Regions from separate parts of the Sus scrofa genome. Here region 1 is linked to region 2. The links are chromatin contacts, called in public HiChIP or PLAC-seq maps. All regions are on one chromosome and are shown on one strand. The core of a region is the stretch at or near the end of the contact, and the rest is flanking DNA. Distances in the headings are between cores, read along the strand shown. Region 1 overlaps C14H12orf49 (UPF0454 protein C12orf49 homolog). Region 2 overlaps C14H12orf49 (UPF0454 protein C12orf49 homolog).

Region 1 (3,487 bases), core at 963-3,462, 180 kb after region 2:
CCATAGCTTACTTGGAATTCACAGCTTTCCCTCATGTCATTTTTTGTTCAAAACCCCAGTCAACCCTAAGTAAAGGGACAGAGCCGCCACACAGAGAACAAAATGCTCTTCCGCTCTGAGCCCTTCAGCTCTGGCTGTACATGAGCACTTTTTTTTTTCCCGTAACACAGGAAATTCAGAAAACCAGCACCAGCTCACTTTTTTTAAAAAGGGGACTCACACATACAAGAAATAATAATAAAACCTTTTCAAACTAGTCCAGAAACTTGCCCACAGCACTTCTGGCCACGTTTGGGCTGGGCCTTTGTGACGTCACGCTAGCAATCAGCCAATGGGCCGGTGGCTCCAAGTTCCTAATCTGCATATTGCCTTGCATTGGTTCAAATTTCAGGACCATCTGTATTGTGGTGGTTTCTTTATATTCAAGGTTACCCACATCAGGCAGAGGGACAAACTCCACTCCTGGCCTTTCTTGCCCAAGGATCAGAATCAAGACAGTCAGTCCTTTCTGGGAAAGGGGCCTCGTGGAGGTTATGAAATCCAGTGGGGTGTGGAAGGAGAAAGTGTTGGCAGTCCAGAAGGGATGGAAGCAGGAGGTGGCTCCTTGACCCCGTCCTTCCTTTCCTGACTCCACCAGCACCTCCCTTGCATTTCCCAAGTGATTTAATTATCTATTCTTTGTCTCAAGGACTGTCAGCCCCGAAATTTGGGTGAGGAGAAATCAGACACAGGTTATTTAAATTATTATGCCTGATTTTATCTTGCTGACTGGTAGCTCAGGCATGTGAATTGAACATGCAAATGTGAGCACAACAACATGCATAATTTAAGAGCCTCAAATTAACAAAGGGGAAACAATTGAGTAATCTTACTGCTTTCTCTGAAGCCCAGTTTTCCGAGACTGTTGTAACTTTTTTTTCCCAGCTGTCTGAAAGGAGGACTTGGAAAACAGAAGGATTTGAAGCAGAAGGGTGTATGTAGCTACTGATGGCAAAGAAAAGAAAGTAGGAAGATTTCGATATTAAAATGTAGTTACATTTCACTTAGGTATCATTTAATTTGGATCTGGTGTAAATAATCTCAAACAAGCTTCCCTTTACTTTGTGCTATCAACAAATATGGCATCTGGGAGTTCCCGTCGTGGCGCAGTGGTTAAGGAATCCGACTAGGAACCATGAGGTTGCGGGTTCGGTCCCTGCCCTTGCTCAGTGGGTTAACGATCCGGCGTTGCCGCGAGCTGTGGTGTAGGTTGCAGACGAGGCTCGGATCCCGCGTTGCTGTGGCTCTGGCGTAGGCTGGTGGCTACAGCTCCGATTGGACCCCTAGCCTGGGAACCTCCATATGCCGTGGGAGCGGCCCAAGAAATAGCAACAACAACAACAACAAAGACAAAAAGACAAAAAAAAAAAAAAAAACAACAACAACAAAAAAAACAAATATGGCATCTGATAGAGCTCTGTTTCTCAACTCCCAAGGTTTTGATTTGACAGGTCTAGGCAGAAATAAAGACATTTAAACAGGTATCCCAAGTGTTTTCTGCCAGAAGAGGACTACACTTGAGAAGCTCTGTCTTGATTTTTAAATATTTACCCCAATGGTCTTCACAAACTATTGAAATAGCTCAGCAACTGAAATACTTTAGCATGAAAATTATCTCTTTGATTGTCTACTATACCCAAAAGCTGTGCAGAAACCCCTACTCTAAACACTCAAAGAACTGAACCTGACACAGGAGCCACCCTAACTATGAAGAGAGGTGGAACAATCATGACAATGTGTGTTGAGGACCTCATACCACAGGGCTTAACTGATCAAGGGCTGCAGTGCTGGTTCTGATATTGCCGGAGATGCTGCTCCCAGCCCACGATTGAGCACAGCAGCTGTACTCCAAGGGCCTTGCCAAGCCTTCCCTAGATGCGCAGTGGTCTAGGATGCTTCCCACAAGACCTTCCTTCCCTCTCTTCTTCACTGGGGCTCTGATGGTCCTCCTAACTTCCCTGACTCCATCCCTGGTTTTTCTCACATGAACCTTTCCCCTAAGAAGAAACTTCTGCTTTGAATCCCATCAGGTTTTGACAAAGAACTTAATAGTATAACAGAGGTGGCATTTTTGGACCTTCTTTTATTGAGATGCTACTTCCCCTGCACTTTGTCCACCTTATATTCTAAGAGGAAGAGCAGAATGAATATCATCTCAAGAATGCAGATCATATGATGTAGGGGAAGCCCATCCAGACAGGAAGAGGAAGGGCAAGCACTTTCTTGAGGACTCTAGGCATCATTTTATGAAAACAATTATGTTCTATTACCAAATAAGCCTCATATATTCATATAAGTAGACCCCTCCCCCACTTCCCTATGCTCCTTCTTTTGCAACTATACTTTCTTCCAGGTAATTAAATCATTTCTTTCCAAATAAATTCTAGCATTTGAACCATTTACTCGATTAGACTTTCTCTCCTCACACAGTTCAAATTAGTGAGTTCAGATTTCCAGGTACCATGCTGTGAGTATTAGCTAAGAATAGGCGAGTGAGGGAGAGGGGGAACAAACATTACTTTTATGGCATTTATTTTACTCTTTTCTTTAGCATGGTCTGATGCCAGAACTTCCATACTGCTTTGTCTCTTGGTTTCTCATCTCATGGAGGCACAAGCTCATCTTCCTTCTAATTTTTTTTCTTAGAATCAGAGAACTCTTTCAAAACCCTTGTCCCCATTATCTCGGAGCAGAATTTACCATCACTGTGTTTTCAGTAATTTCTCCAACTCTTTCCTTTTAGGCAGAAACACAACTTTTGTGCTGGAGCAGTACTGCTTTGGAGGGAGGTAGCTTGATATCCAGAGCCTGGTTACCAGATCAGCTCCTGTGGCACTGGTGGTTGCCATTGTTGGACCATCAGTGCTTTCCCCTCCCTGCCCCCCCCCACCCCAGAGGAGGAAGTAGCTCTGATTTCCAGGGTAGGGAACTCTGGGGCAGTAATTCCCTGGGGTTTCCATTTGAACTCATTTGGTGTCTGGCACCATTTTTTATCTCCTTTATTCCAGTTCTGATTTCTCCTTGTTGGGAGGTGCTGTGATGGTTCACAGAGCTCTCATCCTTATGTTTTGGCTCTAAACACATTGCATTGCAATTGCCTGTTTACATGTCTGTCTCTCTGAGAGGTTTTCATGCAATGAAACTATGTATGTCCAGGTGGGAATTAAATCCCTCAGGCCTGGTACAGTGCCTGCCACATAGTAGGTATTTGATAAATGTTTGATGAAGGAAAGCTGTCAAGAGAGATCAGGAAAGGCTGGGGTTGGGGACCTAAGCAGATCCACAGGTGTAGACATTCTACTCTCATGCCTGAGGCCAGATGGACCCAGGGGAAGAAGGCTACAAGATGCTATGGACATAGGTTCCTAGATTTGGTCAAGTGTTAACCCCAAAGTGCCAAGGGTGATATAATCAAAGGGATTGACATGAATCTTCATTGAGGAAAGAA
Region 2 (3,370 bases), core at 623-3,122:
ATTTATGAGAAAAGAAAACAATTTAGGGGCATCCTGGCACAAACTCATTTTCCTTCTCATCAGCTTCACAATTTAGGGACCTGTCTTTATCTCATGTTGCCCTTCTGTCTGCCAGCTTATGAGATTAATGAGCCCATGTCTTAAGTGATATAAGAACAACACTGCTCTTTCCATATGGAGCTGAACCCAACCTGTTGGAGAGCCCCTCTTAACCAGGGTCTTGGTTCCTGCAGTGACTGTGGGCAGCCAAGGGGGGCAACTTGAACCCCAGGCTGGGTCTGTGTATTAACTATGTCTTATTTCCTGTATTCTGATGCTTTGAACATCTTGGGACCTTGCTACCCAGTAGGGATTGCCGCTCCCCGGCTTAGCCAACTCTTGGGTATAATGAACAGTTCACTAGGAAGCATACCTTTCAAATGCAAACCAAGTGATCCAGAGCTCCTGGTCTCCACTCCTCTCCTTTCTGGGGCTCTCACCCTCTGAGCTACAACCCACCTGCCCTTTTCACCCCAGGGCACACAACCTGGGGACAGCACCTAGGCCTGAGATCTTCCTGAGATTATTCAAACTAGCCTATCCTGAGCCTGATTGCCCTACCTCACCCACTCCTTCCAGGAGAAACTGGTAAAAGTTCTTGTGTGTGTTTTTCCCTTGTTGCCTTTGCCTCCAGACTGACCCTGATGCTTCCCCATGTGATCCTACGGAGAAGGCCATGCCTCCTGTCTCTAGGAATCTGTGGATGTAATAAAATTATTTCTTCATGACAATCATTTCAGTGTCATTGTCTTACCAAACTTGCTTAAAACAAACCCCAGGTACCCTTAAGATGCTTGCTCTTTCTATGTGACTGTGGGGCAGGTTGCGGTGCTCTTACCTGCAGCCTCCTCTTCTATAAAATGGGGGCAGTGACATCAGGTGGTTGTGGGGGTTGAGTAGGTGACAAGTGATTTCCCAGCCTCCAGTAGCATCTCTTCAAAGCCTCTCTTTATCCCACCCTCCCCATTCTCCTTTCTTTATAACATTTATTTGTTTTTGAAATGACTCCTTTCTTCCTTGCCTGCCTCCCCCTGCTGGAATGAAAGCTTTGGTTTAATGATGAACACCTAGACCAGTGCCTGGCACACAGTAGGTGCTCACTTAATAGTACGGAATGCATGTGAACACTCCTAGCATTCGTATGTACACGTGTGCTCATTATCTTCCTTCCTTCTTGGGATCCTCTTGCATGAACTGGCATAGAATCGGGTCACTTTACAGACTGGAATCTGTTGAGGGAGATTCTTGTCCTTTCTGCTGGCCTGTAATGCTTTGTGCTTGTGTGGAGGCTCTTGTCCAAGATGCTCAGAGCACTTTATAAACATTCATGATGTAAACGGTGTGCTTTGTTTGCAGCAGGTGGGGCGTGATTTGCTGAAGCAGGATAGTTCCCCAGTGAAGCCAAACCTGTTCTGGAAGTGAGTGGAAAGTTTAAGCACAGTCAGAGACGTTAGGGGCCATTGGGCCATTTGCCCAGTGACGTCCAGTGGGCGGTCAGGACAGCAGAGATTCCTGGAAGATAGCCCCTCACCCCTAGGAACCCCTCCCTCCCTTCACAGCCTTGTGCCCTGGAGCAGGTATTGTTTTGCTCCTTTAGCAGAGCTTCCGGAATCAAGTTAAGAGGATTCTCCTGCTGCCAGGAGGCTCCTTGCATGGATTTATTGAGCCTCCACTTAGCTGAGGCATTGAGGCCACAAGTCATATGGTACTAACGCTCATTTATTCATCAGAGCATTTTGAGTATCCAGATTGGGCAAGGGCTGTGGATACAGGGGTGAGGAACCCCATGGGGGGACAGTGACTCTCACAGAGGAAGTACTTAACTATGCACACACAACACTGGATCTGTAGGAGCCCAGAGAAGAGGGTTGAGTCAGGACAGGCTTCTTGCGGGGGTAATGCTTCTGCTGACACCCAGCAGTCTTTTAGTTGTAGGTTACAAAACTCCAACTCAAACAGGCTTAAGGAGTAAAGAAAAATCCATTGACTCACAAAATGGGCAAATCCAGGAGGATCTAGCTTCAGGCAGATTGGATCCAGAGGCTTAGATGAGAACTCCATCTCTTGGTGCCTTTTCTCTCATTGCACTGGCCTCATTTCCTTCAATCATAAGCAGAATTTCCCCGACTTGGCGGAACAGGTAGGAATCGCAAGCTCCCAGTTCCGATTCTTCTCCTTCTATTTGTATATTTACTTAACCAGTATTTACTGAGTGGTGAACAAGACAATGTCATAGAGATTTAGCAAACAGATAAATGTATGTTTATGTGCCAAAGAGACATGTGCAAGAATATTCATTATAACATTGTTTATGCTAACTGAAGACTGGAAACAACTTAAGTGGCCACCAGTAAGCGGCTGGGTGAGTAAATTGTGCAATAGAAGACTGGACAGCCCTTTGGAAGAATGAGGTAGATTTATATCAGTAGTTCCCACTCAGGGCAGCTTTACTGCCCCACCCCCACCCCCCTTCAGAGGACATTTACCAAAGTCTGGAGACATTTTCAGTGGTCATAATTGAGGGCGAAGGGGCAGCACTACTGGCATCTAGTGAGGGGAGGCCAGGGATGCTGCTAAACATCCTACAATGCACAGTGCAGCCCCTACAACAAAGAATTACGCAGCCTATCATATCAGCAGTGTCAAGATTGAGAAACCCTGATCTGTACCTGCTGATACAGAAATCTTCAAGATAAGTTAAAAAAAAAAAAAAAGCACAGTGGAAAACAATAAATATAGCAGACTACCATTTGTGCAAAACAAGGAACATATCTATATATGTGCTTATATATGAATAGAATTATCTCTGGACGAATAAATAAGAGTGGGGTGTTGTATCTTGTGAAGGCCTGGGGGAGAGATGTGGAAGAGAGATTTATTTTCATTGTACAGCTTTTTTTTTTTTTAACCGTTTGAATATTTTTAAACCACATACATAGGTTCTTAAAAAAAAAAATTAAAGTATAAAAAGGATGAAAGTTTGCCTAAACCCTCCCCACATTCCCTGCCTGACCCCGTCCTAGCCATCCATGTCTTCTCTCTTTGAGATGATTAGGTTAAGGGCAATCCCACAAAGTCACAATTGGAAGAGATCTTAGAGATCATCCAATCTTAGCAGTCATCAAAGAGGTTGTGGAAATGCCGGATTAAACACATTTAAGTGGGTCTTTTCTGGAGGACCCAGAATGCAAGAGTGTGAATGGTAGACCTCTGAGGGGACAAGGCGTACAGAATTCGCAGATGTCCTTGACTCCTTTAGCAGTGCCTTAAAGTGGTCATAACAGAGCACCATGAATTAGAGGGCTTAAAACAACAGAAATTTGTTGTCTCA

The links. HiChIP or PLAC-seq counts read pairs in DNA pulled down with a chosen protein or histone mark.
Region 1: a contact with region 2 is called in an H3K27ac HiChIP or PLAC-seq map of alveolar macrophages. The contact joins two enhancer-like sites. A contact is called at or near these places in 2 of 2 datasets of contacts at active chromatin or transcription factors (alveolar macrophages and skeletal muscle).

What each region holds. Positions count from the first base shown.
Region 1 is chr14:35,993,554-35,997,040 of Sscrofa11.1, forward strand. The region is part of intron 5 of C14H12orf49 (UPF0454 protein C12orf49 homolog); the gene reads left to right. Among named protein-coding and RNA genes, the nearest start is that of MED13L, 67 kb to the right of the region's middle. Within about 2 kb of position 2,213, at least 4 of the 83 cell types and tissues checked have an H3K27ac peak or open chromatin away from gene starts, as enhancers often do. A contact at or near this core is called in alveolar macrophages, where this site is marked.
Region 2 is chr14:35,816,124-35,819,493 of Sscrofa11.1, forward strand. All of the region lies in intron 4 of C14H12orf49 (UPF0454 protein C12orf49 homolog), which reads left to right. Among named protein-coding and RNA genes, the nearest start is that of C14H12orf49, 110 kb to the left of the region's middle. Within about 2 kb of position 1,873, at least 6 of the 83 cell types and tissues checked have an H3K27ac peak or open chromatin away from gene starts, as enhancers often do. A contact at or near this core is called in alveolar macrophages, where this site is marked.